Linked DNA regions of Mus musculus: regions 1, 2, 4, 5, 6 and 7 are each linked to region 3. Evidence: chromatin contacts called from public Hi-C, HiChIP or PLAC-seq and promoter capture Hi-C data. All regions are on one chromosome and are shown on one strand. Each heading gives the region's core, a stretch centred on a gene start, on an enhancer-like site or on the middle of the called end of the contact. The rest is flanking DNA. Distances are from core to core; before and after follow the strand shown. Region 1 overlaps Prkn (parkin RBR E3 ubiquitin protein ligase). Region 2 holds the start of 1700010I14Rik (RIKEN cDNA 1700010I14 gene). Region 3 holds the start of Qk (quaking). Region 4 overlaps Prkn (parkin RBR E3 ubiquitin protein ligase). Region 5 overlaps Prkn (parkin RBR E3 ubiquitin protein ligase). Region 6 has its middle 67 kb from the start of 6530411M01Rik. Region 7 holds the start of Agpat4 (1-acylglycerol-3-phosphate O-acyltransferase 4 (lysophosphatidic acid acyltransferase, delta)).

What was found. Promoter capture Hi-C pulls out the DNA fragments that hold promoters and counts their contacts. Hi-C and Micro-C count contacts between places; a contact is called where the count stands out from the background. HiChIP or PLAC-seq counts read pairs in DNA pulled down with a chosen protein or histone mark.
Region 1: a Hi-C map of cortical neurons shows a contact between it and region 3, with 3 times the contacts expected there. The contact joins the enhancer-like site here to the promoter of Qk in region 3. A contact is called at or near these places in 3 of 39 promoter capture datasets (the 3T3-L1 cell line, second pharyngeal arch cranial neural crest and stem cell-derived epiblast-like cells), 1 of 484 Hi-C or Micro-C datasets (cortical neurons) and 3 of 115 datasets of contacts at active chromatin or transcription factors (SST interneurons, embryonic forebrain and forebrain).
Region 2: a contact with region 3 is called in an H3K27ac HiChIP or PLAC-seq map of acute myeloid leukemia, with 4 times the contacts expected there. The contact joins the promoter of 1700010I14Rik here to the promoter of Qk in region 3. A contact is called at or near these places in 5 of 39 promoter capture datasets (the C10 cell line, the HPC-7 cell line, embryonic stem cells and 2 more), 2 of 484 Hi-C or Micro-C datasets (CD4 T cells and Th1 cells), 5 of 115 datasets of contacts at active chromatin or transcription factors (SST interneurons, acute myeloid leukemia, astrocytes and 2 more) and 1 of 9 other capture datasets (adipose tissue).
Region 4: a promoter capture Hi-C map of hippocampal neurons shows a contact between it and region 3, with 15 times the contacts expected there. The contact joins the enhancer-like site here to the promoter of Qk in region 3. A contact is called at or near these places in 5 of 39 promoter capture datasets (the HPC-7 cell line, HPC-7-derived erythroid cells, cranial neural crest and 3 more), 5 of 484 Hi-C or Micro-C datasets (cerebellar granule neurons, cerebellum, cerebral cortex and 2 more) and 8 of 115 datasets of contacts at active chromatin or transcription factors (SST interneurons, embryonic forebrain, embryonic hindbrain and 4 more).
Region 5: a contact with region 3 is called in an H3K4me3 HiChIP or PLAC-seq map of forebrain, with 17 times the contacts expected there. The contact joins the enhancer-like site here to the promoter of Qk in region 3. A contact is called at or near these places in 9 of 39 promoter capture datasets (the 3T3-L1 cell line, the HPC-7 cell line, HPC-7-derived erythroid cells and 5 more), 20 of 484 Hi-C or Micro-C datasets (adipose-derived mesenchymal stem cells, cardiomyocytes, cerebellar granule neurons and 10 more) and 9 of 115 datasets of contacts at active chromatin or transcription factors (SST interneurons, VIP interneurons, astrocytes and 6 more).
Region 6: a contact with region 3 is called in a promoter capture Hi-C map of hippocampal neurons, with 11 times the contacts expected there. The contact joins the enhancer-like site here to the promoter of Qk in region 3. A contact is called at or near these places in 4 of 39 promoter capture datasets (the 3T3-L1 cell line, the C10 cell line, hippocampal neurons and 1 more), 2 of 484 Hi-C or Micro-C datasets (cerebellar granule neurons and cerebral cortex) and 6 of 115 datasets of contacts at active chromatin or transcription factors (the NIH/3T3 cell line, acute myeloid leukemia, embryonic forebrain and 3 more).
Region 7: an H3K27ac HiChIP or PLAC-seq map of extraembryonic endoderm stem cells shows a contact between it and region 3, with 6 times the contacts expected there. The contact joins the promoter of Agpat4 here to the promoter of Qk in region 3. A contact is called at or near these places in 8 of 39 promoter capture datasets (the 3T3-L1 cell line, 3T3-L1-derived adipocytes, the C10 cell line and 5 more), 1 of 484 Hi-C or Micro-C datasets (B cells) and 7 of 115 datasets of contacts at active chromatin or transcription factors (epiblast stem cells, extraembryonic endoderm stem cells, forebrain and 4 more).

The regions. Positions count from the first base shown.
Region 1 is chr17:11,857,958-11,860,657 of GRCm38.p6, forward strand. All of the region lies in intron 9 of Prkn (parkin RBR E3 ubiquitin protein ligase), which reads left to right. Among named protein-coding and RNA genes, the nearest start is that of D17Ertd648e, 24 kb to the right of the region's middle. Within about 2 kb of position 1,279, at least 6 of the 459 cell types and tissues checked have an H3K27ac peak or open chromatin away from gene starts, as enhancers often do. A contact at or near this core is called in SST interneurons and cortical neurons, where this site is marked.
Region 2 is chr17:8,987,054-8,989,753 of GRCm38.p6, forward strand. 1700010I14Rik (RIKEN cDNA 1700010I14 gene) reads left to right here and starts at 1,280. Exons shown (of 10, transcript NM_025851.3): 1 at 1,280-1,368. The coding sequence starts at 1,344.
Region 3 is chr17:10,318,068-10,320,767 of GRCm38.p6, forward strand. Qk (quaking) reads right to left here and starts at 1,294. Exons shown (of 8, transcript NM_001159517.1): 1 at 665-1,294. The coding sequence starts at 806. It overlaps Gm46608, which reads right to left. Exons shown (of 1, transcript XM_017317774.2): 1 at 1,584-2,700. The coding sequence starts at 2,278. The coding sequence ends at 1,652. Cahm (colon adenocarcinoma hypermethylated RNA) reads left to right here and starts at 1,852. Exons shown (of 1, transcript NR_037588.1): 1 at 1,852-2,700.
Region 4 is chr17:11,911,945-11,914,644 of GRCm38.p6, forward strand. All of the region lies in intron 9 of Prkn (parkin RBR E3 ubiquitin protein ligase), which reads left to right. Among named protein-coding and RNA genes, the nearest start is that of D17Ertd648e, 30 kb to the left of the region's middle. Within about 2 kb of position 1,292, at least 35 of the 459 cell types and tissues checked have an H3K27ac peak or open chromatin away from gene starts, as enhancers often do. A contact at or near this core is called in SST interneurons, cerebellar granule neurons, cerebellum and 5 more, where this site is marked.
Region 5 is chr17:11,610,430-11,613,129 of GRCm38.p6, forward strand. The region is part of intron 6 of Prkn (parkin RBR E3 ubiquitin protein ligase); the gene reads left to right. Among named protein-coding and RNA genes, the nearest start is that of Gm41525, 53 kb to the right of the region's middle. Within about 2 kb of position 1,267, at least 14 of the 459 cell types and tissues checked have an H3K27ac peak or open chromatin away from gene starts, as enhancers often do. A contact at or near this core is called in SST interneurons, cerebral cortex, cortical neurons and 1 more, where this site is marked.
Region 6 is chr17:9,233,882-9,236,581 of GRCm38.p6, forward strand. No RefSeq gene overlaps it. Among named protein-coding and RNA genes, the nearest start is that of 6530411M01Rik, 67 kb to the left of the region's middle. Within about 2 kb of position 1,445, at least 15 of the 459 cell types and tissues checked have an H3K27ac peak or open chromatin away from gene starts, as enhancers often do. A contact at or near this core is called in cerebral cortex and hippocampal neurons, where this site is marked.
Region 7 is chr17:12,118,014-12,120,713 of GRCm38.p6, forward strand. It overlaps Agpat4 (1-acylglycerol-3-phosphate O-acyltransferase 4 (lysophosphatidic acid acyltransferase, delta)), which reads left to right and starts at 1,271. Exons shown (of 9, transcript NM_026644.2): 1 at 1,271-1,402.

The DNA of each region.
Region 1 (2,700 bases), core at 29-2,528, 1.5 Mb after region 3:
AGGGTGTGGAATCCCCGAGAACTGGAGCTACAGACAACTGTCTCCATCCCGTGGGTAGTGGGAATTGAACCCGGGTCCTCTGGAAGACTGTTAACCACTGAGCCATCACTCCTCCTCTAAATACTCTTCCTCTGTATTTTGCTAAGGAAATGAGAAGGCATTTCTTTAGGCCCTCAACTGTCCCCCTTTCTTTAACAGATAGTGCCTGCGTAGCAGGGAGCTGGGTCAAAGGGCAACACTGTGGCATGTGCCTCAGTCCCTCATCAACACAGGCCCCTCCTGAGTCCTGTAAGGCAAAGCTGTTACTCTGCACTGCATTCCTCAGAACGGGTCTTAAAGTCTCGCAAGCTCTAAGTTGTCAACCCAGCATTAAACCTAGATTCACAGACACAGGCAGAGTATGGTCATGCTGCATGGGGGCGGAAAAAAAAAAGTACGGTGACTTTGATCTTATTGGGGATTTTAGTGAAGTGAGAGTCTGACCCTTACCTTCAGTCTTTGTGTAGGGGAGGAGTCAGTGAAGATGCAAAGATTTAAGTTATGATTGAATTAAAACTCAAAATAGCTGGTAGGACACAGAGCCCTTTATCCATACGCTGAATTTAGAAATGAAAAGGCAACAGGCATTCGCTGATGTGAGGGCGAGGGGGGTGGTTCTCTGTGTTCTTCCTGAGGTTGGTTTTCAGCTTGGATTGTGCAGCAGGCTCTTCTGTACCCCAGGCTAGCCTTAAACTCAATAGGTAGCCAAGGAAGCCCTCTCCAGAACCATTGGCGTGTGCCACCATGCCTGGCTTCCTTTGCTGCTCTTTAAGGAGATCTTGGTTTATTTTTACGAAAATACATAAATTATAATGAAATATTTTTTGTCAGCTATAATGAGTTGGTTCTTTCAAAAAGAACTGGAGTTAAAATCTAGACTCCACTTGGATGTGGCTCGCACCATGATGTATGCAAGGAGACACCAGACAAGATGAGCATTCATCAGGATGACTAAATAGATGCCATTGAACACAAAAGCTCTAGGCTCTGCCATACTGAACCTACAAACATGCCTCGGGTAGAACCATGCCAAGGTTGATATGTTAATTTTTAATCTATAAAGCGTTTCTCATCAAAAAGCATTTATGAAAGAAAAATCAATGCTAGGAAATGTCAAAAAAATATGCATTCCTTGTTTATTTGACATGTGTCCAAAAATCTAATTTCAACTCCAAGACTGGCTCATTTGCAGATTGGAAATAAGTCTTGCTAGACTTTCTGCCTGTGAGACAGCTTGGAGTGCAAAGATAGAAAGCTTTGGAGAGTATTTATTTTAATTAAAGAAGCCGTTCACAAATGTACAAGCAAGCTCCTGCATACCGTTTCTCTGCAAAGTGTTTGTCAATTGACAAATGTTCCTCGAAAGATAGTTCTGCAATTTGAAGTGTGTGCTTTACAATCCAGCACAGATCTGGCCGTCCTACTTGTCTCTAGTCAGTTTTTGTTTAAATAAAGGGAAGTACTAGTCTGTTTGGATATGAACTATCTTCTGAGATGCTCCTGTGCATGGTCCCCAGCTAGGGTTGCTGTCGAGGGTGATGGGGTAGCTGGGCAGGATGGGTGGCAGGGAAGGAACCACGTCATAGTCAAACGGGGGCATTGGAAGTAGAGACTAGTAGCTGGAAGAAAGTTCCTTGAGCTATCTCTTTGAGAATAATAGCTTGTTCCTAGGCAACCCTCTTCCCTCTGATGTGAGCTGCTTTTCTCCACTCAGCACACAGGAGTGATGTACGACATAGTCACGCGACTATGGATGGAAAGCACCAACACAGTCAGCCTAAACAAACAAACAACAACCAAACAAACAAAAAAACTGTTCTTCCGTTGTACATTTCTTTATCATGCATTTCATCACAGCATCAAAAGGCTAACACAAGTATGAACTAATTTTATCCTTTCAAAATGTTAAGCCCCCAACTCTCTGTGTTAGGGAGGAGTCATCATAGTCACAAACTGACCAAAGACCCCTGGTCTCGCTCTATGAGCTAACAGAGAGCACAGAGCAGTGCAGAATACACTCACTGAAGAGACTACTGAATTTATGGTTTTACTTTGATGATGCTCTGACCTCTCTCTAGGGTCATGATGCTCAACATGCACATATGCTGTTTCTTACATCCAAACTCAATACAACCAACAGTTCAGTTCCTTACAGTAGCCCCATTCTGGGTGCTGAGCAGTCACACAGGGCAGGGAGCAGCTGTATTGCGCGTTATATTTGCGCCTATTTTGTTCTGCTGAAGAACAGTGCAGGTACCATTGCAACACTGGAATGTCCTCTGCTTGACTCCAAACACTTTAACCTCTGCAATGTGTATAACAAGAGAAATCTGGAATACAGGAGTACAGAGCAGGCCAGGCCTGGTGCTCTGGGCATCAAATCCCAGCACTCAGGAGGCAGTCAATTTGAACTATATAGGGACATGGCGGTGGGGGTGAGGGTACATTTTGCAAACCGAGGACCGTGCAACATGGGTTCTTGGGGCTGAGGTGAGGAAATGAGGGGCAGGATTACAGTACAAGTGCAGACTGAAAGTTAATTCAGCCAGGTGGAAACCAAATAAAATGTTACTTTTCTTTGGAGCCTGCTAGGAATGCAATGTGGCGAAAACGGGCTGAGCAAAAGGGGTCTCTGCATTTAACGTTTAAACCAGGAGAGGA
Region 2 (2,700 bases), core at 30-2,529, 1.3 Mb before region 3:
GCAAGCCACAGGAAGCAAGGCAGTAAGCAGTACTCCTCTGTGGCCTTCTGCATCATCAGCTCCTGCCTCCAGGTTTCTGCCCAGTTTGAGTTCCAATTTCCTTCAAGGTCAGAGTAAACTGAAATAAACACCCTCCTTCCCAAGTTGCTTTTGGTGATAGTGTTTATGACAGCAATAGAAACCCAAGACAGAGGTAGACTGTGTGTACATGTGCTCTACCTCCTCCAACACCACCATCTCTGCCCTGAGCCTCACGGGGAAGGGGTCAGGGTGTGTGGCTCGGTGGTAGGGCATTCGTTTGCCTCTGAAGAGTGGGTTCCAGCCTGGCACTGTGGAAAAGTTGCTAGTTCCCTTTCATATCAAACCAGGCTGAAAGGGTCAGAATTCACTGCCCGAGTCATAGGTTAAGGTTATAGGTCACCTGGGACTAGGTGCAACTCTGTTCTTCCTGGCTTTCCATAGCACTTAGCCATTGCTGCTCAAAACTCTTCCCTGGGTGAACGCAGGTGTCTGGTCCTTCCATTCCTCTGCCTTCAGGAGCCACCCCCTCCCCCACGTGGGGACAACATGGGCAGTGAGCCAGGGATTTGCTTCCACAAAAATCCACCTTAGTTTTGACAGGTCGTTGCAGTGATAATAATTGAATATACTTCTCCTTCAATCACTTTGATAGACGACTAAACAATAGGAGGGAATATGGGTTTTACTATATTCTTAAGAATCGACACATATTTGACCCTTGACGTTCTGATTTTTGTCACCTAAGGGATAGAATGATTACGCTGACATAAGCCATGATTTGGAAGAATTTTTTTTTCGGCCGTAGGGTGGGGGGGGGGGGGAGATTAACATTTTCCAGAAGTAGGGGAGGTGCCGCTCTTACTAGCACATGCCTTGTGCAAACCAGAGTTCTTCCCTTTCTGTCTGAACTCGAGGATCTGAGTTGGTGACCCTATCGCGTGTCCAGAAACACCTCAGCCCTCCTCTTTAGCATCCCGTGTGCTCTGGTTCTTGCGTCTAGAACCAAGGACTGCAGCGGGGGCACATTCACTGGGGACACCAGTTATCTTTTGTCCCATGCTCTGTAATGAATCTTGCCTAGTTTTGTTTTGCAAAGTAAAACCAGTGAGCATCCCTCCAGGGCTCCCAGACCTGGCTGGGGAAGGTGGCAGACTCCTGGCTATTCTGTTATTCTGCCACCCTGTGGCCGGGCGCCAGAGTTACACTGAGGGGGAGGGGCTAGGAATATTTACTGTTTCCATGGCAACTGCAGCTTCCGTTGGCAACTGCAGCTTCCGTTGGCAACTGCAGCTTCCGTTGGCAGCGAGCCGACCAGAGGGGCAATGGCTGAGGATCAGGAACCTGACTGTAAGTGGTCTGCCTCTATTTTTGTGGGTTTTGACCCGGTTGATGTTTGTCCAGGAAAGCTGGTTTCTCAGAAGTGGTTTTGAAAGTAAAAACCTTTCTGGTGGCAGGAAGTCAGCTCCTGGATCAGGAGGGTTTGCTTGGACCCAGCGACTCAGACCTTTCAGAAGCTTAAGGAAGCTGGCTACTTCTGTCCTCAACCGGAAACAGAGAGCAAAGAACACACGCGCACCATTTCTCCACTCAGCTCCAGGACCCCGCCAGGAAACAGAGTGGGTCTTCCCACCTCAGCCCATTTAAGAAAACCCCTCAGGTCATGGCCACAGGACAACTTCATCTAGACAATTTCTTTTGAGAGTTCCTTCCTGGATTCTATTTTGTGTCAGACTGATAATCAAAAGTAACTATCACCTTGGTATGTGTGTTATAGGATGTGTGTAAAGGCGTATGGAGTGTGTGTGTGTAAAAGTACCTTGGAGGGAAAGGGATGGAGGGGCTCACCATACTCGTTCAGTGCTTTTTGTTTTGAAGCTGAGAGTTTTGCAAAACTTCCTGTACCACACCGCTCTCTTGGTATGTGACTTACAGGTCAGAGAGGCAGGCAGGCAAGCAGGTGTCTGTTTCGAATACATAGATGATTGTCCACACATAATAAAAGTAGGGAACAGCTCACATGTAATAAATCTAACAACCTAACAGTCTAGCTCTAAGTGACACCACCAGTATTGAGAGGCAGAGTTCACTCAGGGAATATTGCTAGAGCAACAGGTTGCAAGTCTACTGTCCTAGTGCACAGCCAACCCCCATATCCACATGCAGTGATGTGGAGGTCATTGACATTGATGGGACACTGACAACACTGCAGATGTCCCTTGAGAGTGACGAGGCTAACTGGTAACAGCCTCAGTTGTGCTTAGCCAGGTCAGCCCGCATGCTAGACACTCAACACACACAAGGCTCAGAGCCAGGCCATTGGCAGGACATCTGCTGGGAGACATGGTCTCTTGTCATTAGAGTAAGCATGTGGCTCATGTCTGCTGAGGTACATTGGAGACCAGTATCTGTAGAGCTTCCTGAACCTGGACTTTTATGACCCTTCTGAGGCTGGTCTAGTTTTTGCATGTATGGTGTGCATGTGTGTGTTGGTCAGTACCTTGGAGAGAGGTATCCCCCCTATAAAACCCTACAACACAGACACCAAGGGGATAGTTAATTTTGATTATCAACCTGACACAAAATAAATTCACAAAGGAGCTCTGAAAAGAAATTGTCTAAATGAGGTTGCCCTGTGGCCATGCCCTGAGAGGTTTTCTTAAATGGGCTGAGGTGGTGTAC
Region 3 (2,700 bases), core at 44-2,543:
GCAAACTTCTGCTCTATTTTATCCCCGTCCTTTCAAACTTCCAGCTCCCCGCCCTGCAAACGCAGGCGGCTACGCCGGGAGCGAACCCTCCGCCCCAGTTCTTCCAAACTCGGATTCCGTTCAGGTCTGTCCTCGCGGTATTTCGTACTCCTCCCCCACCACCACCACCACAGACTAAAGAAAAAAAAAAAAGTGAAGTTAAACTCCCAAACAGTTCTCGCTTCCCCAAACAAAAGGACAAAAAGTGTTCTACTCTGTCATTTCGTCCTCGCCTTCGGCCACATAAGCACTACTTTTCTTCGGTACCCTACGTGATTCCTGGACATCTCGGGGTCCGATCGGGTACTGCGGGCCACGCAACTCTACCGAAAAGAGCCCGCTAAGCCGGGGCTCCGCGGGCCAGGCGAGGCGGAGCTCGGGGAATCGCGTGGCCCCGCCGGGCCGGCCGAGATGGCCGGGATGGCGGGGAGCCTAGCCGCCGCGCCGTCGGGAGCCGGCCGCAGCCCCGCAGCCCCGCGCGCTCCCGGGTCCGCCCTCGGGCCTGGCCCGGCCCCGGCCGGGCCGCGAGCCGCCCGCGCCGCCTTTGTGCGCCCGCCCGCCCGCCCGCCTGACCTTCCCGCCGCCCCGCCATCCCGGGCCGCCGCGCCGGGGCCGGGCGCCTCACCTTCGTCCAGCAGCCGCTCGAGGTGGTTGAAGATCCCGCAGAAGTTGGGCAGGCTGCTCATGAGCTTCTTGTCGTTCATCAGCTGCATCAAATAATCTGGGGTGGGCTTCGGCTTCTCCTTCGTTTCCATTTCCCCGACCATATTCCAGGCTCCGCAGCTCACTCCGCCCGCCGCCGCCGCCGCCGGAGGAGAGGAGGGAGGGGCGGGGGCGAGCTCCGGCCGCCGGCCGCTCGGGACGCGGCGTCCCGCTCCGCGCCGGCTCCCGCTCCGGCTCCCGCGCCGAGCCCCGGGGCGGCCGGCTCCGCGCGCCCGCCCGCCCCCCGCAGGCACTTTCGCCCGGCCCGACGCGCCGCGGCCGCCGCTCCTCGGCCGCCCGGCGCGGCTCCCCTCGCGAGGCCGGCGGCAGAGGCGGGTCTCGGGCCGAGCGCGGCGCGGGGCCGCTGCGCCGCGAGGAGCCGGGGGGCCGCTCGTCGGCCGGTCGCGCCGCCTGCGCCGGAGCTCGCGAGTCTGCGGTGCTGTCCGCCGCGGCGCTCCGCGTTACCGCCGCCGCCGCCGCCGCCGCGCTCCGACTGCGCTCCTCCTCTTCCTCCGCGGCTCTCCTCCTCCTCACTCACTTGGCGGCGGAGTTCGCCTCAGTTCAGGCGGCGCCGCCGCCCCTGGCCGCTCGGGCGGGACGGCCGGCGCAGGGCCGGGCCGCGGCGGGGAGGACGCGCGCCGGTGGCCGCCCGCGCGGGGCCGGGGTCGCGGCTGAGGGGGACGCGGGCGGCGGCGCTGGCTCGTCGGCGCGCTGTTGCTGAGGCGGCGGGCGCGGTCGGGTGCGGCGGCTGAGAGGAATCCCGGCGGGACTCTCCGCGACGCGCTGCGCTCGCCGCCGCCCGGGCCTCGCGTCCGCGCGCGTTACTATAGTTTGGGTTTTTTTTTTTTTTCTTAAACCTCTTCGTCCACCTTCCTCGCTACCCCCTCAAAAAAAAAAAAATTTTTTTTTTTTAAACGTCCTGTTGCTTCACTGGGGACTCTCGGGTGGGCGTCACGTGTCCAGACACGTAGCCGAGAGGCTGAGAGCGCGTGCGCGCGTCGAGGACTGTGACCACGCCCCTTCCGAGGGTCGCTCCGCCCCACCTGGCGGAGAGCGCGCCGTGGGGGCGGGGGGTGGGGGGGAAGCGGGCCTGGAGCGCGCCTGCGTGGGGGTGGAGCGGGACGAAGATGGCCTGCGGACGGAGGAGCGGGACCGAACCGTTCTGGCGCGGCGCCCACCTCGCGGGGCGGGAAACCCGGCCGTCGGATCGCTTGGGGTGCGAGGTGGCGGCGGACTGAGTTGGCGTGGGCGCCCACACCGCAAGTGTCTCCGGCGGTAGGGACTCCAGTGAGGTTTCCCCTGGAGCCAGCGCCACGCGTGACGGGCCTCGCGTTGCCGTGGGCTGCGAGGCGGCCCCGGACCGTGGGCGGAGACGGCACACGCGTGCGCACCCACGGGCGTGCGGGCGGGCTCTGTTCCATGCGGCGTGACGCGCGGTTCCGTTAATCCTCACCGCAGGTTCCAGTCCCTGGTGGCGGAGGCGCTGGCTCCTCAGCGGTGCGGCCCCCGCACAAGGGAGCCTGTGTGAGGAGTACATATTCGGGGAAAAAACGAAGTGGCCAACGCCTATTTTTACCTACTTGACAAAAATAAATAAATAAATGACAGGCAGAGGGCCAGGACAGGGGCTTTCTATGGCGTGTAGAGGAAGTTCTGCCGGTTACATTTGTTTCGGAAACAATGTTCCGAATTGCAGCAATGAAGTCCTGCGATTTATAGAAGCTGTCGGTCATTAAATCTGCATCATCCCTGTTTTGTTGCAAGTTCTCTATAACATGCTCCATTAAAATGTAGACAAGATTGTCAAATTAACCATTTTGAGAGTTGGCCCTGGCTATAATTTTCTGGGAATCATCTCACTGTATTTTAAATGTGTACGTAAGCAGGCTAGTTGGATTGCTTTTTTTGTTGTTGTTGTTTTAAACTTTGATTTACGCGATTTCTAAAGAGCATTTTCGA
Region 4 (2,700 bases), core at 42-2,541, 1.6 Mb after region 3:
GGACCCGAAAGCAACAGGCTGGTGCCTCGTAGCATTTACAGGTTCAGTCAGCAGCGGAAGCAGCGTGGGCTTGTCACTAGCCGAAGCCTGTGGAACTTCCCGCACTCAGTTTGTGTTTGAGTCTAAAAAGATTGGTACTTAGCCTCTACCCATTTAAGCCTGTCACTTTAAGGCCACGACTTTGGACATATTCCCCATTATGCAGCCTAGCGTTGCTCCATCAGTTTGTCAGGCGCACCTGCTCTGACTTGACTTCACTGGCAAGGACACAGAGTAGGACAGGACTGTCACTTATGTGGATCTCTAAAGTGGCTTCCCTTACATAGCAATATTTAATTCACTTCTCAGCAGCACAGATGTGTGACAGCTGCTGTTGGTTAAATGTTTACTATATGACAGATCTTGTGCTAAGTTCCATCTCACTTAATCCTCCCAGTAATTTTAAGGGAAAGGTGGCTTTGGGGGGCGGAGGGGTGGAGTAACCTGAACCACACAGAGTGACGTAAGGAAATGAGAAAGAGCTGTGTCTTTAAGTTCTAGATGGTCAGCTCTGAGGTACATGCCTTTATTTAATGTCCTATCACCACAAGATGTGCGCACACGCGCGCACACACACGGGGGGGGGGGAGATTTATTTGTATCAAGTAATCACTAATAAATCTAATAAATTGCTTCTCTGAAATCCATCTGTACCCCCTACCTTCTCCCCTAAGAATACTAGAAACTTCTTTCTAGAGCCAGCCTAAAGTGTACTCCATTGCATCCTGCCGTGGAGCAACAGAGAAAGCTTTGGGGAAATAAATACACACGGGTCCTTAGGAACAGCTCTGCTGACAGTGGCATATAAGACTTTCTAAGAGGAGAAGAAAAAATAACTTAAAGTATTCTAAAGAAATCAGCTCACGCCTCCGTGACCTGAGCACACTGGTTTCTAGCAGAAGCCTACAGACTCTATCTACCTCGGAACCTGAGTAGTAGGTGGCTCACAAAAGGAAGTGGCCCGCGCAGGAGCCAGGTCTCCTTCCCTTCGTGCGCACCGGCCTTATTTCTGTCAGCTGCTCTTCGGTTCTCCAGCTCACCGAGAGGAGGTGAAGTCCCGTGTCATTGTATTGTAATGGCTGGCCTGCAGTCCTCTGGATTGTACATTAGGTTGAAATGTTCTAACTGCTACCTTCTTTCTGGGGCTTCAAGCCCCTGCAGGGACAGATGGACAAGCAGAACCCAGCAGCTACAAGGGAATTGGACGCCCGGTTAAAAGTAATTGGAAGCAGCGTGGCAGGAGCCATTGGAAGGCAAATGAATCCAGAGCTCCATGCTCGCATAATCAGCTGGGAGCTCCCGCGGAGCGGAGCGGAGGGAAAGCTCTTTCCTTTCCGGGATGGTTGGTTTGTAAAGGCTTGCCTTCTCTCAGCCGCTAAGCCAAGCCTTGACAACGCAAGGAGGAAATTTACCGGGAATGTCATAGTAATAACTATCTAGAAATCTCTGCATCAATAATTCATGAATTTGATCTCTAGGAGGTTAATTTAAAAAAAAAAAATTAAAATTAAAAAAAGTCTCCGGGAATAATAAATTGAATTATTATTATAATCATTATTATATAGCTCATTTGAAAGGAAAATCATGACAGTGGTACTGCTCTGACTTTTGCCGGCATGAAGACTGTGACTTTACGGCAAGGAGACTAAAATACAGAACTTGTCAATAATATAAGTCCCGTTAAGACAAGGAAGAAAGGGGAGTGGGAGGGAGATAAAATGACGGAGTGGGAGGGAGATAAAATGACGAGTGAGGCAGGAGTGCACTCAGGCAGGCTTATTTCCCAGGCCCCTTTGAACAGTGTTGGGAGAATTCTGAAGACACCCCTCTCTCCACCCCGCAACCCGAGTTCCTTTTTCCTCTCCCAGCTCCCCTTCCCTGAGGTATGCCTTTACAATGAGTAAAATTTAGGCAGAGTTAGCCAGCAGCCTGTTCACTTCCTAGGATCTGTATCCGTTTCAGACACCCTCGTTTCTCTTCACTGTCCAGTGTGGCCAGTCATTTCCTCTCTGTCAACACGTTCTTCTGGCTTTAATGGCCTCATGGTCCTCCTATACATCTCTAAATTTGCTGTCAAACTTAATTTCATGTACTCTTCTTGTAACTCTCAAAGATGCAAAGAGAAAGACCACCGACCCAAATCACCATGCCAAATTAATTAAATCAAACAGTTAATTAAAGCAAGCCTTTTTTTATTCACATACACGGGCTGTCTCTCCCTAAAAATATGGTTCAAGAGATCAACATTGTATGTGAGGAAGACATTTGTACAGCAAAGAGGTAGGGAGTTCCCAAGTGTGGGGCTTGGCAGAGAAAATAGGCAGGCTTAGAGAAGCAGACCTTAGCAAGGTGGCCATAACAAGGCAGTCATAACAACCTTTGAGAAAAAGGTATGGTTGCAAGGTCATTGATGATTACAACTTTCTGAAACAAAAACGTGATTGTCACTTCCTGGATGAGGGAGTTACGTGGGGCAGAGCCCAGTCTTGAGAAATAGATTCCTGCCATAAACAGGAATGAGAACCTAGTCTGTCCTTACTATAAAATAGCTTTTAAGCCCAAGACCGAGGCGGGCTGGTTCTTCACTGCAGACATAGCTGACCTCCTATTGAGAACTGTAGGAACAACCCCAGTAGCTCCTATTATGTAAGACATGATTCC
Region 5 (2,700 bases), core at 17-2,516, 1.3 Mb after region 3:
AGAATTTGATCATGTGTTAAGAGTTTATGGGATCATTTCAGAGAAATTTCTTTCTTTCATGTCTAAAGGTTTCAGACTTTAAAGTATATATTGTATATTGAACAGATTCCTCCCTGTGCTTCCTGCCATTTCTCACCCCTCCACACTGCTGTTTATCCTTTTGTCTCCATAAAGGGTTGTACCTGACTACCAGTGCAGGTACCCACGGAAGCCAGAGGTGTGACATGCCCCAGGAGCTGCAGCTCTAGGTAACTGTGAGGCTGGGAGCAGAAATCAGGTCCTCTGCAAGAACAGAAAGTTCTCTTAATCCCTGAGCCATCTCTCCAGCCCTGAACAAATTTCTTAATATCCTGGTATGTTAGGTTGACTTTGTTCACTCGGTTGGACTAAGAAACACCACTCAGGGAATCAATGAAGCATACCTTGGGTGTGTCTGTGATAGCAAAGTGAAGTGAAAAGCCTTTCTATGGGCAAAGCCCATGAGTGAATAAAAAGAGTGAAAGGAAAGAGGAAGAAGCCTGTAGCACATCCTACTTTCTCTGTTTCCCATTCCAGAGATGAGGCATCTCAGCCACCAACATCAAGCTACCCTGTCCGCCATGCCTTCCTTTCTCCCAACCCCAATCAAATGTACCCTCCATCTTGTAACCACACAATCAATTCACGAAGACAGTAAGAAAATAGAGTCTCTCCCTCTAATGTGTTAAGGAAGTTTGTAATTCTGTACCAGGCTACATTCATAGGTATCCTGGGGTTCATGTGCCCCCACAGACTATAGGTCGAACTCACAGGCTGAAAGCTGTATGAGCAGTTATTCCTATACTTCCTTTAATCAAAATTGCTGCAGCTAGTGGCTCTGGGATCCTCACACCTATCCCCCAGACAGACAGATTGACATTCGCCTTTGTTTGACCAAATATTTTGTAAACTATCTCCCTGCTGTTAGGTTCTTATTGCCCACAGCCCATCCTTCGAGAACAGATGCTGGGGTGTTTCCAGCCGTTTATGCTTGAATAAGGACATACGTTTTAAAAGACAAATAGGGGAATTCAAGGAGTCCTAGGACCTATGAGTGAGGTCCGTGGGACTGAAGACTTTCTTACAGCAGCTCAAAGTTCATTTTACATTATCAGTTCTCCGTTGCTACCTGAACTTGGCCTCACTGCAAGAAAAGCGAATTTTAATGCACCGACACGCGGCACATGTGGGCAGTGGCCCCACCTAGGGGCAGAACGGTGTATTTTCTTTCTGTCTTCTCTTCCTGTTTATTCATTTTCTGAGTTGAAGAATGGAAAAGCTCACAGACTTGCAGACCAGGGAATTTTCCATCAGCCTATCCAGAAAGCTGGAGGATGTTTGAAGGAGACATCACTTGGAACAAAAGACTGGCCACAGCACATTTTTTTTCCCCTTAGGATGTCACCAACAAATTGGCTGCCCTGTGCCACACCCACCCCCTACCCCCATGCCCCGATTTGTCTAGAAGCACGGCTGAGGGGGAGCAGGAATGAGTTAATAGTGTGAGCCATTGACTGTCACAGGGGTGCGGGCGAGAACTGCATTGGAGGAAGGCGAGCCAGATCCACAGTTGAATGGGCTCACCCGATTCACAGATGTGGCATCAGTAACTCTGGGGTTCACATAGCTTCACTCTCTATGGAAGCTTGGGAGCAGAAAAGCCTGAGAAGCTAGGAACCGAACAGCTCTCCCAGACATAGGGATGTGACGGGGGAGGGAGTGGCCAGAGGAGCTTACAAGTGGATGGGAAGTCTTCCTTCCCACATTTTTTTCCTCCCAGGTATCTTAGCTGATCATAATGTTTATTTCAGAGGGAAGAAAGCCCTCACTCAGAGACTTGAAACCACATATCCTTCACAACTCAGAGAAAACGCTGAAGGTTGAAAGTACCTGTTTATCAAAGGGAACCTATGTTACCTCCGTTCTTGTTCGTGCAAGCTCACTGTGTTCTCATTCACACTTCACTGAGCATGAGATGACAAAACTGTACACTGATTGCATGTACGAGGCCAGACTCAATCCAGGCCACTCGGCTGACAGTTTCAACCCAATCATATATGGAAACTCCCTTGCATCAGGGCTGAAAACAGGTTAGGGAACTCACATCACTGGCATCAGGAGCCTGTGTGTGCTACAGGTGAATATGAGATTCCTGGAACATGGTGGGGAGTTAGAGAGAGGGGGTGAGGGAGTCATGGGAGGAAGAGGTGGAGAGACAGGAAGAGGAGGGCAGGAGAGAGCCCTTGGTGCTCCCGACAGAATTTGAAGAGTGATGATCTAAATCCATCCTGAAGCCGATTGTAGGAGCGCTGTCTAGAGCCTGTTGTCTCAGTGGCTAAAGCCAGCAAGAATGGCAAATGCTAGCAAGCATCTCTCCCTCCCCAGCGCCCGCCCTCACCCCTGTGTGTGTGTGTGTGTGTGTGTGTGTGTGTGTGTGCGTGCGTGTGTGTGTGTGTGTGTGCGCACGCACGCTGTGTGCCATGTATGGAGTGTTTAAGACAACTGGAAATGCCTCTGTGGGCAGCTTAAACCTACAGGCATTGCAAGCCGCCCACCTTCTCTGTGAGTTATAATGAAAACTCCCACAGCTAGTCTGCGTGTGCACAGAATCCAGACTCGGAGGTCACCAGGCTCAGGAAGAATTCAATGAAAAAGGCTTCGGCGTCTGCAGCTTGAAAGCTC
Region 6 (2,700 bases), core at 195-2,694, 1.1 Mb before region 3:
AGATGCCTGATCTATTATCATCTGCAATGTCTCATTTAAGAAGGTACCAGCCACCTGCCATGTTCTTTTTTTTTTTAATTCCTTGGCTCATATTTCAAAGTTATGTGGAAGGATGTAGGGCCAAGAATAACCAAGATACTTCTGGAAGTGTAATATGCAAGAGACTGGATTGATCCAGTGTTGCCCTGGGGAATTCAGTAGCACAATTTAGAGGTGGCACTGAGTGTTGCCCTGGGGAATTCAGTAGCACAATTTAGAGGTGGCACTGAAGTAATGATAAGTAAACCTGAAGTGGTAGCAAGGGAAAATATCAGAGAGAGAGCCACCCACCCATCACTAAATTTCCTGCCTACTGTTTTATTTTTTGTCTCTTGCTCATGGCTTCACTTTTAAAATACTTCCAATGGTCTACAAAAATGCATGGATAATATAACCATATTTCTGTAGAAGTTAAAAAAGATGTTCCTTTTAAGTAAGTGAGAATTTAAAAGAAAGTAATTTATAAAAAAATGCTTTTTAATGCATAAAGAAATGAGGGCACATATATTCAAACAAACAGCAAACTCTATTATAATAAATTATGATTAGTTATGTGCTTGCCACCAATTATATTTATAAGTGAACGAACTTTAATTGCAGTCCACATGCTTTTTCAGGACTGACAGTTTGAAGCTGATGAATAAGGATGGTTGTGCCTATTAACGACACAAACTTATTAAAGTTACAAATGCCAACTGATTCAGGGTCTGTGGTTGCTAAGCCGGGTTTGACATGTACCATGAGGGGTGTGGCTGCTGGTATAATTTTCTGAAGTTATGAATGGCTTTTGGTAAACGAATCAAGCAGAGTGAATGCTTCCTAAAACCTTTGCTAATTATATTTCTGGCTAAGCCCACTATGTGAAATTCACCTAAAATGTTTTTAGACCAATGACCATTTGAGAACACTGGCTAATTTGTGCCGTGCTTCAAATGGCCACCTTGGTCTCATAGCTTTCTGCTTACTGGTAAAGCACAGAAACAATCCCTTGTGTGTCCTACCACCCTCAAAGAACATTCTCTGAGATTCTTTCCCTAAACTTTAAAAGATAATCCCTTCTAGAGGGTTCAGGCGTGTACCTGCAAGACAAACACATTGGAAGCCTGAGTGGTGGGGCTGTCATTTAGCTGTGACTTTTATTATAATAGATGGTTTGACATTTAACCTAAGCCTTGATGTGGCATAGATTCTTGGCCCCCTCCCATTTCTTGGGTTCCATTCAGCTAAGGAATCAGAGTGGTCCAGGTGGTCTTATAGTCGTCACTTGGCTCTGTCCCGTAGCCCCATGGGTAGCAGTGGCTTCTGTTTTGCCTGTGTTTCTGGGAGCAGCCTGCCCGCCTCTCAGATATGCTCCCAGCAAGAGCCTCTGTGATATATTAAGGATCCTTGTTCACCAACTGAAAGCAACCATCTGTTACGAATGCTGACACATTTGTTCTGATAGAAGCTTTGGGAAGAAATATAACAGCTATGGCGTGGGAGTGAGGACCCAGAAGCTAGCAGAGCAGGGACCCCAGGAAGACACCAAGGACATCTGCAGGAACCCAGCAAGAGCAGAACACTGATAAATGTTGCTGGAAGTCTCAGCTGAAACACTAAGCACGAGCACCTGCCTGACTTGGGTCCTGGGCCATCCAGGGCTCACATGGACATGCTTTGGCAGGCATGGCTCTCCCTCTTGAAGTAAACAGTTCTGATAGGAAGGGGGACGCTGGCTTGGGATTAGTCAGCTTAGTGTGAGACTGCTTAGTGTCAAACTTTGTGTTTTATCTCCAGAGGTGCATAAGCCAGGTGCTATGGAACATGCTTAGATCCATGAGACTCCATCTTAAGAACACAGAAGAAAGCCAAATTATGTCACTGGAAACTTGCCATCTTTTAGGGCATAAGATGGAACTTATTTTCCCCAAAGCTTGATATGGCTGATGGGAAGTTACTGATCAGGGAAGTCAGGACAGCTTTTGTGGCAATGAACCCTCAATCCGGCACAGAAAAGGGTATGGTGGGCAGAAACAGCTGTCTCCCATACCCACCCAAAAATCTCTGCCCCTTGAATCTATTGTATTGAAAAAGGCAGTGGAGGCTGCAAATAGAACTGGCATCTTAATAGACTCATCCTGGACAAGAAGATGCCCTCTCTGTATGGACCGTTGTAACGGCGAAGGTCCTTATGTGGAAAGGGTTGAGAGAGAACCTCAGTTTTCCACTGACGGTGCTTGAAGGTGGAAAGAGGCCCCAAACACACCATGCTAAAGCCTCTCAAAGCTGGACAAGGCAAGGGAGAGTTGATGCCCAAGTCTCCTGAGGGGTAAGTGGTCCTGTAGAGACCCCAATTTTATATCTGTTTCCTCCAACTGATGGTAATGCCCTCTTGCTTCAAGCCAATGAGATGTGGGATGCCCCTGACAGCCCTAGCTTTCTTCGTGATACACAGCAGTAAGTTATGTAGCTGAGGAGTAGTGATGGATCAGGAGAGACTGTAGGAGTCTGTCTTCATCACATGGTGAATTCTATCTGTGTCTGTGGTCGTAACAACTGGGGCATGTAAGTCCTAGGCTCTGCTAAGAATATGTTGTGAACGGTGTCTAGGTAAGGTGACTTTTGCCTAAGGTCTGATAATTTTTATGTCAGACCCCAAATTTTGTATAGGTCAAAGGAATG
Region 7 (2,700 bases), core at 21-2,520, 1.8 Mb after region 3:
AGTTAAAGGCAATTGTGAGCTGCCAGGTGCCTGAAACTGAACCCTGACTTATTCAAGAGCGGTAAGCACTCTTAAACCCGGAGCCACCTCATCTCTCCAGTACTTATAGGAAACTCTTTACTAACAACTTTTATAGCCCTTGCTAGCCGTTCAAGTTAATTTTTACACCCCACAAATGGGCTTTCGGTTTGGATTCTTCCTTATGCCCTCCACCCTCACTCCATTTGGCTTTGCTCCTCTCACATTCTAGATGATCTTCAGGATGTCAAAGTCCAAACCCTTTTCCTGCTTCTTGAGTACCTTCTTCTTGGCTCCTGTCTGCAGGGCAAGCTATTTGCCGTGCTTCTGCAGCCTGGAGGAGGAACTTCTCAGTACTGCTCGCGCTAGAAAGTAGAGCGACCACGGGGCATTCTTTCTGTAAATATGTAAACATCTGCGACAGTGTCTTGAACAGCCCGTATTTGAAGGGCACTTTAGGCACCCAGAGATTGAATTCACCTTTCCAGGAATGTCACAGACCTGGCCTTTGCGCACTTCCAACACCGCCCCCCCCCCGCCCCCTTAAAGTTTCAGGACTCTGTTCGGTTAATCTGCTCAGACCCTTGCTAACTTAACAAGAGTGTAAATGTCATGTGCATGTGTGTGTTGCCTGCTTGTGCGCACTAGCATGAGTAGGCAGTCCTGGCACCCGCTGGCACCCAGCTTTGGAAGGAGAGCATCCATCCACAGGAGCTCCGGGCATCCTAGGTCTGTTGGTCCTAGTCTCGGGAACGCTGGGCGTGATCTTGGAAGGGGCTTCCGGGCTGGCGGAGTGGTGGCCAGGAGAGGTGAGCAAGGCACTAGAGTGCGCGGGCTTCAGCTTTCATCCTGTTTTCCCCCCACCCCCACCCCCAAACGAAATGGCACAGGGGACTTGGGGCGTGGGGGGGGGGGCAATTTCCAGGGCAGGAGGCCGAGGTTTCTCAGGCTGTTTGCACGGGGATGCAACAGGGCTCTTGAGCTGGGCGAGTGGCGGCAGGCCACTGGGATGGCTTTGTTATCCACGCGGGTGACTACTCGATCCCAATCCCCATCTGGCTCCAACAGGAGGCCGAGCTGGACACTTCTTTACACTCATTGGAAGGAGAGGGTGACTCATGTTACACGGGGTCCGAGCTTCCCTCCCAGTAGCTGCTAAGTCGTAGCTTTAAAAGGAAGTGACATGGGTGGGGAGAGACGTCAGCCGAGGACCACCTTTTTTTCCCTTCCCGAAGGGTCCACCCCTTTGGGTGGAGTCTCGCTTTTTCTTTCCAGTGTTGGCTGACTTACAGCTTCTCTAAAGTAGAGGCAGTTTCTGAACCTCAGGCTCCTGCCTCGCAGTTCTGGCTTGTGAGCACCAATGCAAAGAACTGCCCGGAGCGAGGTAGGTGGTGTTGGTACGATTACCAGGCACCTTCTCCTGGGGTGTGGCGTGTGATGATCGGATGCCCTTCTCTGGCAGGGGTCCCTCTGCTCGGCTGGTTTCCTAGTACTTTGGAAGGGATAGGCTCGGAGCGGGATGCTGGTGGGGTTGGAGCGAATGATGCGGGGGTGGGGGTGGGGGCAGAGGGAGGAGCACCGGGGCTCCGCGACCACTGCTTTGTGCCAGATTGTGAGGAGCTTTCTGGGGGCTCTGCGAGCAGCCCTCCCAGGGTGGAAGCATTTTCTTGGCTACCGTGAAGGTGTAGCGATGGCTCCTGTTACATATACGGGCTCTCTTTTCGTGCAACACGTTCTTCTGTCTCTGGTGTTTCTATGACAACCACAAAAATATACTCCACAAAAATACAGTCCCAATCTAAATTGATTTATTTGTATTTCCTTCCTGGGCTTGGCCTGGCTGGGCCTCGCTGGAACGCAACGTGACTCTGTAGATACCCCCTCCTCTCGTTTTCATTTTGGTTTTTCCCTATCGCAGGAGGGCTGGGGGAGGGGAGTTGTCAAGGAAACAGGCATTTGTAATCACCGCTTTATTTACTTAAATTTAAGCTTCTGGGTTCTCCATCATATGTCGGGATTTTTAAAGGGAGTTCTTTTATGTTTTTGAAGCTTTCCAGTATTAAGGGCAGCTTTTAGAAACTTAACTAATTTCTTAAGACATGATATTGAACAAACTAAGAGGGGCAGGGGGATTTAACTCTTTATAGGAGGATACTGCATTGAAATAAAGTGTTGCAAAGTACCTGATAATTCACACTGGTAAATATGTTATCAGCTGTTCAGGCTCACCCACAAGTCTAAACATGTATAAAACGAGTCTTGGCTCTATTCTGAACTTCATTTAGCCACAAATCAAAGTTCAGTTAGCATAAGAAATGCTAACTACCCAGCTGGGTCTCTAGGGTATTGTTCTGTGGTGCTCTCACCTGGATTACCCAGTGTTTACCCTCTAGTCTTTCCAAACCTGGCACGGATCTGCTCATCTGAAGTTATCACTCAGCATCTCCTACTGGGGGGAAAAAGTTATCTCAAGAGGAGGGAAACGTAGTGTGGATGTGTGCATGTGTGTCTCTGTATATCGGGGGTGGGTGGGTAAGGTTCCTTTTGAGAAAAACAATTAAGACTCCCAAGTTAGAGGTATGATATCCTTCTGGTGCAACGTAGGGAGGAAAAAACAAACCTTCAGAAGAAAACTAAGACACGAGAGGAAATTATCACCTACCCAGTAATAAGCAGAGGTGG